Linked DNA regions of Gasterosteus aculeatus: region 1 is linked to region 2. Evidence: chromatin contacts called from public Hi-C data. All regions are on one chromosome and are shown on one strand. Each heading gives the region's core, a stretch centred on a gene start, on an enhancer-like site or on the middle of the called end of the contact. The rest is flanking DNA. Distances are from core to core; before and after follow the strand shown.

Region 1 (3,428 bases), core at 398-2,897, 46 kb before region 2:
CGTGTGACCTGGTTTGCCTTCCTCCAATAGAGAAACTTGACGATCACAGCTGCGCCTCGTTGGGGCGCGCGGACACGCCGGCTGCCATGACGTCACGCTAGAGTCTCGGGCGACTCACGTACGGAATCACCGGACTCCTAAAGGGCCCCAAGCAGCTGTTTGATTCTGTTACAATTGTGATTTATTAATACCTGAAACGCGTTTATCCCTCCGCCCGCGGCCCTGCAGCTTCCACATGTGCAGCAAACATTCCACTTGACAAAGTAGTTCCTCGCATTGACAAAACCACCACGTTGATAAAAGCAGAGCCTGGATTTAATGAGTGGAGGTATGTTGGTCAAGTTCTGCGTCGAAATGGCAAGTGTACACAATTAGAGGTGTTATAGGCTCATGCAACATTTTATGAATATATTCTAACAGGCTGGAGTCACTTATGATTCCAATCATCAAAGAGTGTATTCAGTAATACGTTAGGAGTCACTAATGCAAGTAGAATATGTGCTGTAGTTTTAACAATTAAAATCATCACAACTGTTTTCCCTACAGAGCAGTGTGTGTGCGTTTGACACAAACTACATATTGATTCAGCCACCTTACTTACTGGATGGATGAAGACAATACGTGGCCAGTTCAGAGTGTGTGATTGTGTGTGTGTGTGTGTGTGTGCACGTCTGTTGTGTTTTGTGCCCGAGGTAGGAGGACATCAATCCAAGAGGCGCCTGCAGAAAGCGGCAGGAAATTGAACGAGTTGATAGAAGAACCCCCTGAAGGCTGCTTCAGAGTCATTAAGGCCATTTAGCCCCTCAGCTCGCTCCACCCAAAACCACAGGCACAAGATGATAAGTCCTTTGTGCGTATTCTATTGTATGCTTTAGATGAGCGAAAACGGGACTATTGTTACATAATACAAAGTTTGGAAATGGGAAAGGGAGCGGGTGCAATAAATGAGACATTTTTGAGACAAAATGTTTGACAAATATTATTGGCATTTTAAAGTTATTGAAAATAATGGCAGGACGCTTTTGTAAAAAAAAAATGAACATTGACAGCAAGCCAGTGGTATGCAAACTCCCTGTTGAGGTACGTGTATTTTCATTCTGAGCAATTGTATACTTTCTCCTCAATTCATTTGAAATGTTGCTGATTATACTTGACTACTTAATAGAAGTAACATGTTGAGTACTTTAACCATTTGTACCTTGGGGCATTGTTACAAGTGAAGACTTTTATTTACAATAATCAATATCATTACTCATATCAATATTAGGAAACAACCATTGTATGAGTAATTATATTGATCATTTATTTCCTCCTTGTAGCCCTGAGACGATTATGAGGGTTTGGTTCTGTGTTCGAGGCTCTCGTGGAGACATTTCCAGCCCTTTATGAACCCTTTCTGTTAGATGGCATTGAGTGCCGACCTTTCACAAGAGAATTACCCACAAGTCATCACGGGATTACATGGAGATGTAAAAAAGACGCTTAAGAGTTTAATGTGTGTTAAGTTTGGACTATTAGATTGACACAGAAGCATCAAAGATTGATAGATAGTTTCTTCAATTGTACGTCTTAGTTTTTGCATTGTCGTGGTGACAGGGTATGCTGCAGGGCGAGGGGGGGGGGCAAACCTGTCGTCCTGCAGGGACAATAACCTTCCACAGAGTGGCAGTGTTGGATAGCAAACAGACTCCCAGCGTCTCATAGATAAAAACAGTTATATCTTTATTAGATACAAATACGTGATATTTCCCATTAACATGTTAGTTTGGGTGAGTGGGGAGCACGGTCGTCCTCCAATCAGAGGGTTGTCGGTTCGATCCCAGGCTCTGCTAACCCGCATGTCGTTGTGTCATTGGGCAAGACACTTAACCCAACATTGCTCCTGTAGCTGCGACTACAGTGTGTGAATGGTAGTTACTGATGGCAGGTGTCACTGTGTATGGTTCTCCTGTCAGCAATGTATGAATGGGTGTGAATGGGTGAATGATGTCATGTAGTGTTAAAGCGCTTTGAGTGGTCAGAAGACTAGAAAAGCGCTATGCAAGTACAGTCCATTTACCATTTACCATTTTCTACTAAGAAATGTACTAGGTTATTCAAGATCAGTGATATGCAGATCAACGAGTGCTTGAAGTCAAGCTGTCAGACGTTGATACATTTCTGCTGAAGCTGAAAGTAGGAATACGAGTATCCGACAAACGTGGACAAAAAGGAGCCGGCTCATCTCATCCGTTTCATCTGCTCCTCCTGCCCCCTTCACCACCACTCCTTTCATCTTGGCAAGCCCCCCGGGGGAGAACACTGGCCCACTGTGTGTGTGTGTGTGTGTGTGTGTGTGTGTGTGTGTGTGGTTGAGTGAAGTAGGGAAAGAGGGGGGGGGGGGTCTCCAGGTCTTGCCACAGGTTCCCATATCTTGAAAGGGAGATGACAACATGAGATACTGGTGAAAAGCAGTAACAGTGGTTTGTGGAACACTAGTATGTGAGTGTTGAGGGTCTCCTCCCTCCTGACCCCCCCCCCGGCACTAGCAGAGTGCAGACGTTGTCCTCAGACCTCATTCTTCTGTGGGACGGACGTCCCCAATTTTACAGATATGGGTAGTCCCATCGTGAGCCGTACAGGAGCAGACCCCCGTTGTGTCCACGGAGGTGTGAGGGGGGGGGGGGCAGGTAGCGTGTGCACGGTGTTGTGAAGCATGGCCAATAATCACCTGTCCTTTACAGTCATTTCATGTAATAATACTTTTCCTTTTCACAGGATCGTACCATGATGAAATCATACATTGGGATATAGTGATGAACAACTATTTTTGTCTAAATAACAAGTATTAACTAAACTAAAATTTCTCCAAAAATCTGATAACAATTCTGCTGTGGGATGACATGTAGTTCATTGTTTACATGCATGAAAACACAGCCGGTCCATAGCTGAACGTAATTAGGTTTTCAAACTTTTTTCTTTCACTTCACTTGATATTCTTGTCTTATATTTGTCCTAAAGTCCTGAATAAAGGAGAAAATACAACAATTTTTCATGTATTGTAATCACACAGGAGGATGCAACGCGTGTGTTAGCTACGTTCTGAATACATTAGAAGAAATATTATGACTTCATAACCTGAACCTTCCTCTGACCATGATTGTAATATTAACATCTCATATTGTAAAATCAGTGAGACCCGTTAACATTAGAATTAGGGCACAACAAACCAATCGACTCCCTACCAGCACCAGAACCCACACAGACACATACAGACAACGGCGCCCACACAACGGTTAACAACGTCTACCAACGTGCTGCCCAGAACCAACCAGGAGCCCATTGCAGCGCTGCACGTGTGTGACGTCACAGCTGCTTCGCATCCTGCTCCGGCCCCGAGGGGAAGCAAGGCATGACCCGTGTTGACTGGGTGATCCACATGTCATGCT
Region 2 (2,991 bases), core at 303-2,802:
AACCGGAATCTGTTCTGCGTAAGCGCTGCAGGGTTAAAAATACCGGAGTATAAAGGCAAAGAGTTGGAGCACACTGGTCCGTCACGACACCTGCAAGGGCACAGAGACAAAAAACACTTGCATTTAAAACCAAAGCTGCCCAATCTAATGACATATATTCTGTGGAAAAAGAATGAAACATTTTTTTTCTATTGTCAAAAAATACTTTCTTTTTTAATTACATGTTGTTGTTTTGTTTTTTTTCTTCGTTAGAATAAACTTAGAATGACAATCACTAAACAACTTACATTGCTTGTGCTGACGTTAATAAACTTGAAATAGATGTAACAAAATACAGAAATAATCTTATACAACCTTAAATAATATATATATTCCCTTTTTTTTCCTAAATAGTATTTTACAGACACAGACATGTACAGCATGTTATCTTAATTATTAAACACAGAGGGATGTCCATGCACAAATTAAAGAGTACCACTCATTCAATTTGCTTGTTTCTTTTTATGATTTTTAAAAACTTTTCAACCTAATAGTTGGAATACTTAATAATAATACATTTAATTTATATAGCGCTTTTCCAAATGCTTACGTCACTTTACATAAAATGTTTTTTTTAATCCTAAAAGCTAAATAAATAAAAACAAGCAATTAGCGAACACACACAGAACACAGTCATTACATTAAGATTCCCTATTTAAAAAACCTATTCGAGTATATATTTTACCTGGAATGTATGTTAATATAACCCCGAAATAAAGACACCAAATAGTAAAGCTCGGTACTCAAACTTCAGTAAGACCTGAAAGAGTAAGTGAAACCATTTCTTGGTCTAATTCTTTCCTGTGGGCGCTTCTCAGGCACCTGAACACTTCACGGCACTCTCGGGACCGCGTGGGGGGGGAGGAGGGGGGTCATTAAGAAACACGGACAGCTTTGTTGACAACCAGATTAGCCGGTTGTTTCGATGAGCCGCCACTTCACACGTTTGCGGTGAACGTGCAGGGATCTGCCAGGGACAAATTAATGAGGTGAGCTGCGGGTGCGCTTTCGAAGAGCGCGGGGGGACGAAACCGCTGGGGGACATTTCTCCACGTCCGAAGGGCGGCGAGTGATGTCAGACTTGTCCTCATAAAATTGTTCATTTTGTCTTCACTTTATGACACTCCGCACGAGGACTTCCGGCCACCTCAGTGACCTGGCACGCACTGGAACGCTGGCCTCTTGGCACGCACTGGAACGCTGGCCCCGTTCAGTGTCGGCCCCCTGCACCCGCCTCCGAGTGTTTTTGCACCTCAGTTAGTTAAACATCTTCACAAAGTCGTCCCCACTGACGACCGGCCAGTTTTTAAAGCATGCACATGTAACATGAACTCATTTGCCCCCTTCGTGTCCCAGCGTTGACAAATCATGGGGCATTATTGTGGGCGCTTTACTGACTTACCTGCGTGACGCACCTGAATGCCACTCAATGTTTGTTTGCGCCATTTAGTTGCCGTGGGGTTTGGACGGAGGGCTGAAGCCCCGCCTCTCCCCTTTGGAAGGAGGTATAAAGACGCTGCGTGTGCGCGGCGGACACTCGCATTCCGATAACGTTCCGCTGCTGTCAAACAGACGGACGCTGCATGGATTCATAGCAGAGTTTAGCAGAATTCGGGTTTGCGGTTTCTAACTTTAGTTTTCGAGACTTCTAACCGGTCAGCATGGCTCTGGCTGAAGCGATGACGCCTGTCTCCTTTCCAAACATCCAAGCCATGGAAGCCAAACAGTTCGAACATGTAAGTAGAGGATTTCATCTCAGCGTCTGTTTCCTGCTGTGTAGATGTACTGTGTTGCCTCGCAAGCTGGAATGTTGGTTTTAACTCCCCCGTTTGCTTCCCCACGAACAGATGTGCAAGGTGGACGAGTATGCGCGCCGCGGCGCAACAGGCAGCGCGTCCAGCCCGCTCCTCGAAGTGGAGTTCAGCATCGTGCGCGCCCCCGCCGCGCTGCCCAAAGACGATGACGACCTCGGGAAGTTCCTGGACATCGAGTTCATTTTGTCCAACACCATCGACTCCAATGTAATGAGCAGCAGCGGGAGCGTCTCTCCGCCGCAGCAGCGCGCGTACTCCCTGCCGGAGTCGCCGGAGAGCTGCGGCGGGGGTTCTGCGTTGGACGGCGGCGACCGCGGGCACAATCCCGCTGGCCTGGCCGCGCAGAGCTACAACGTTGCGGGTATCTTTGCGGACTCGAGTCCGGTCCGCAGCCTCATGGCCGAGCTGCTCACGACGGAGATTCGCTACCCGGGGGAGAGCTCGCCGGAGTGCGCGGGGAAGGCGAGAGACAGGCGCGAGTACACCGAACTGCGGGCAGTGAATCCGGTCTCCGCACCGGCCGCTCCCACTCATCACCAAGTGGCCGCCTCTCCTCCGCCGCTTGGATACAAAATTAAAAGCGAGCCCGTCGGTCAGTCCTGCATGGTGGCCGCCGGTTGCGGGGACTTTATGGGACAGATGTACGAGAGAGCCCAGATGCGCTCTGTGCAGCAATCTGTGTACACGCACCGCCAGGCTGCAGTTCCAGGCGCTCTGCCGGGATTCAGCGCGCACCCCATGCAGAACTCTGTACCTCAGGGACGCACAGACTGCCATATGGCGCAAATGAACACTCACCATAGCCAACAACATCTGCAAAACCAGTACATGAGCGCGCCCTACCAGCCGCAGTACGTGCACCAGAGCGTGGCGCAGTTTCCAGGACCGTACGGCGTTCACCAGCACCAGCCGCAGCAGCATCCCGCATCCATGCAGGGAATGATGCTCACCCCGCCGTCTTCTCCATCACTGTTGGAGTTCTACGCACAAGAGGAGGCGTTGAGCGGCAAACAGAAGCGCGGGCGCAGGTCGTGGGCCAGAAAACGCGCCGCGACGCACAGCTGCGACTTCCTCGGCTGTGGGAAAACCTACACCAAGAGCTCCCACCTCAAAGCCCACATGAGAACTCACACGGGTA

The links. A called contact is a pair of places that touch in the nucleus more often than the background predicts.
Region 1: a contact with region 2 is called in a Hi-C map of whole body, with 4 times the contacts expected there. The contact joins the enhancer-like site here to the promoter of klf17 in region 2. A contact is called at or near these places in 5 of 6 Hi-C or Micro-C datasets (liver, skeletal muscle, tail fin and 1 more).

Annotation. Positions count from the first base shown.
Region 1 is chr3:5,366,145-5,369,572 of fGasAcu3.hap1.1, reverse strand. No RefSeq gene overlaps it. Among protein-coding and RNA genes, the nearest start is that of klf17, 46 kb to the right of the region's middle. Within about 2 kb of position 1,647, at least 6 of the 9 cell types and tissues checked have open chromatin away from gene starts, as enhancers often do.
Region 2 is chr3:5,320,694-5,323,684 of fGasAcu3.hap1.1, reverse strand. klf17 (Kruppel like factor 17) reads left to right here and starts at 1,552. Exons shown (of 3, transcript XM_040172097.2): 1 at 1,552-1,775; 2 at 1,887-2,988. The coding sequence starts at 1,701.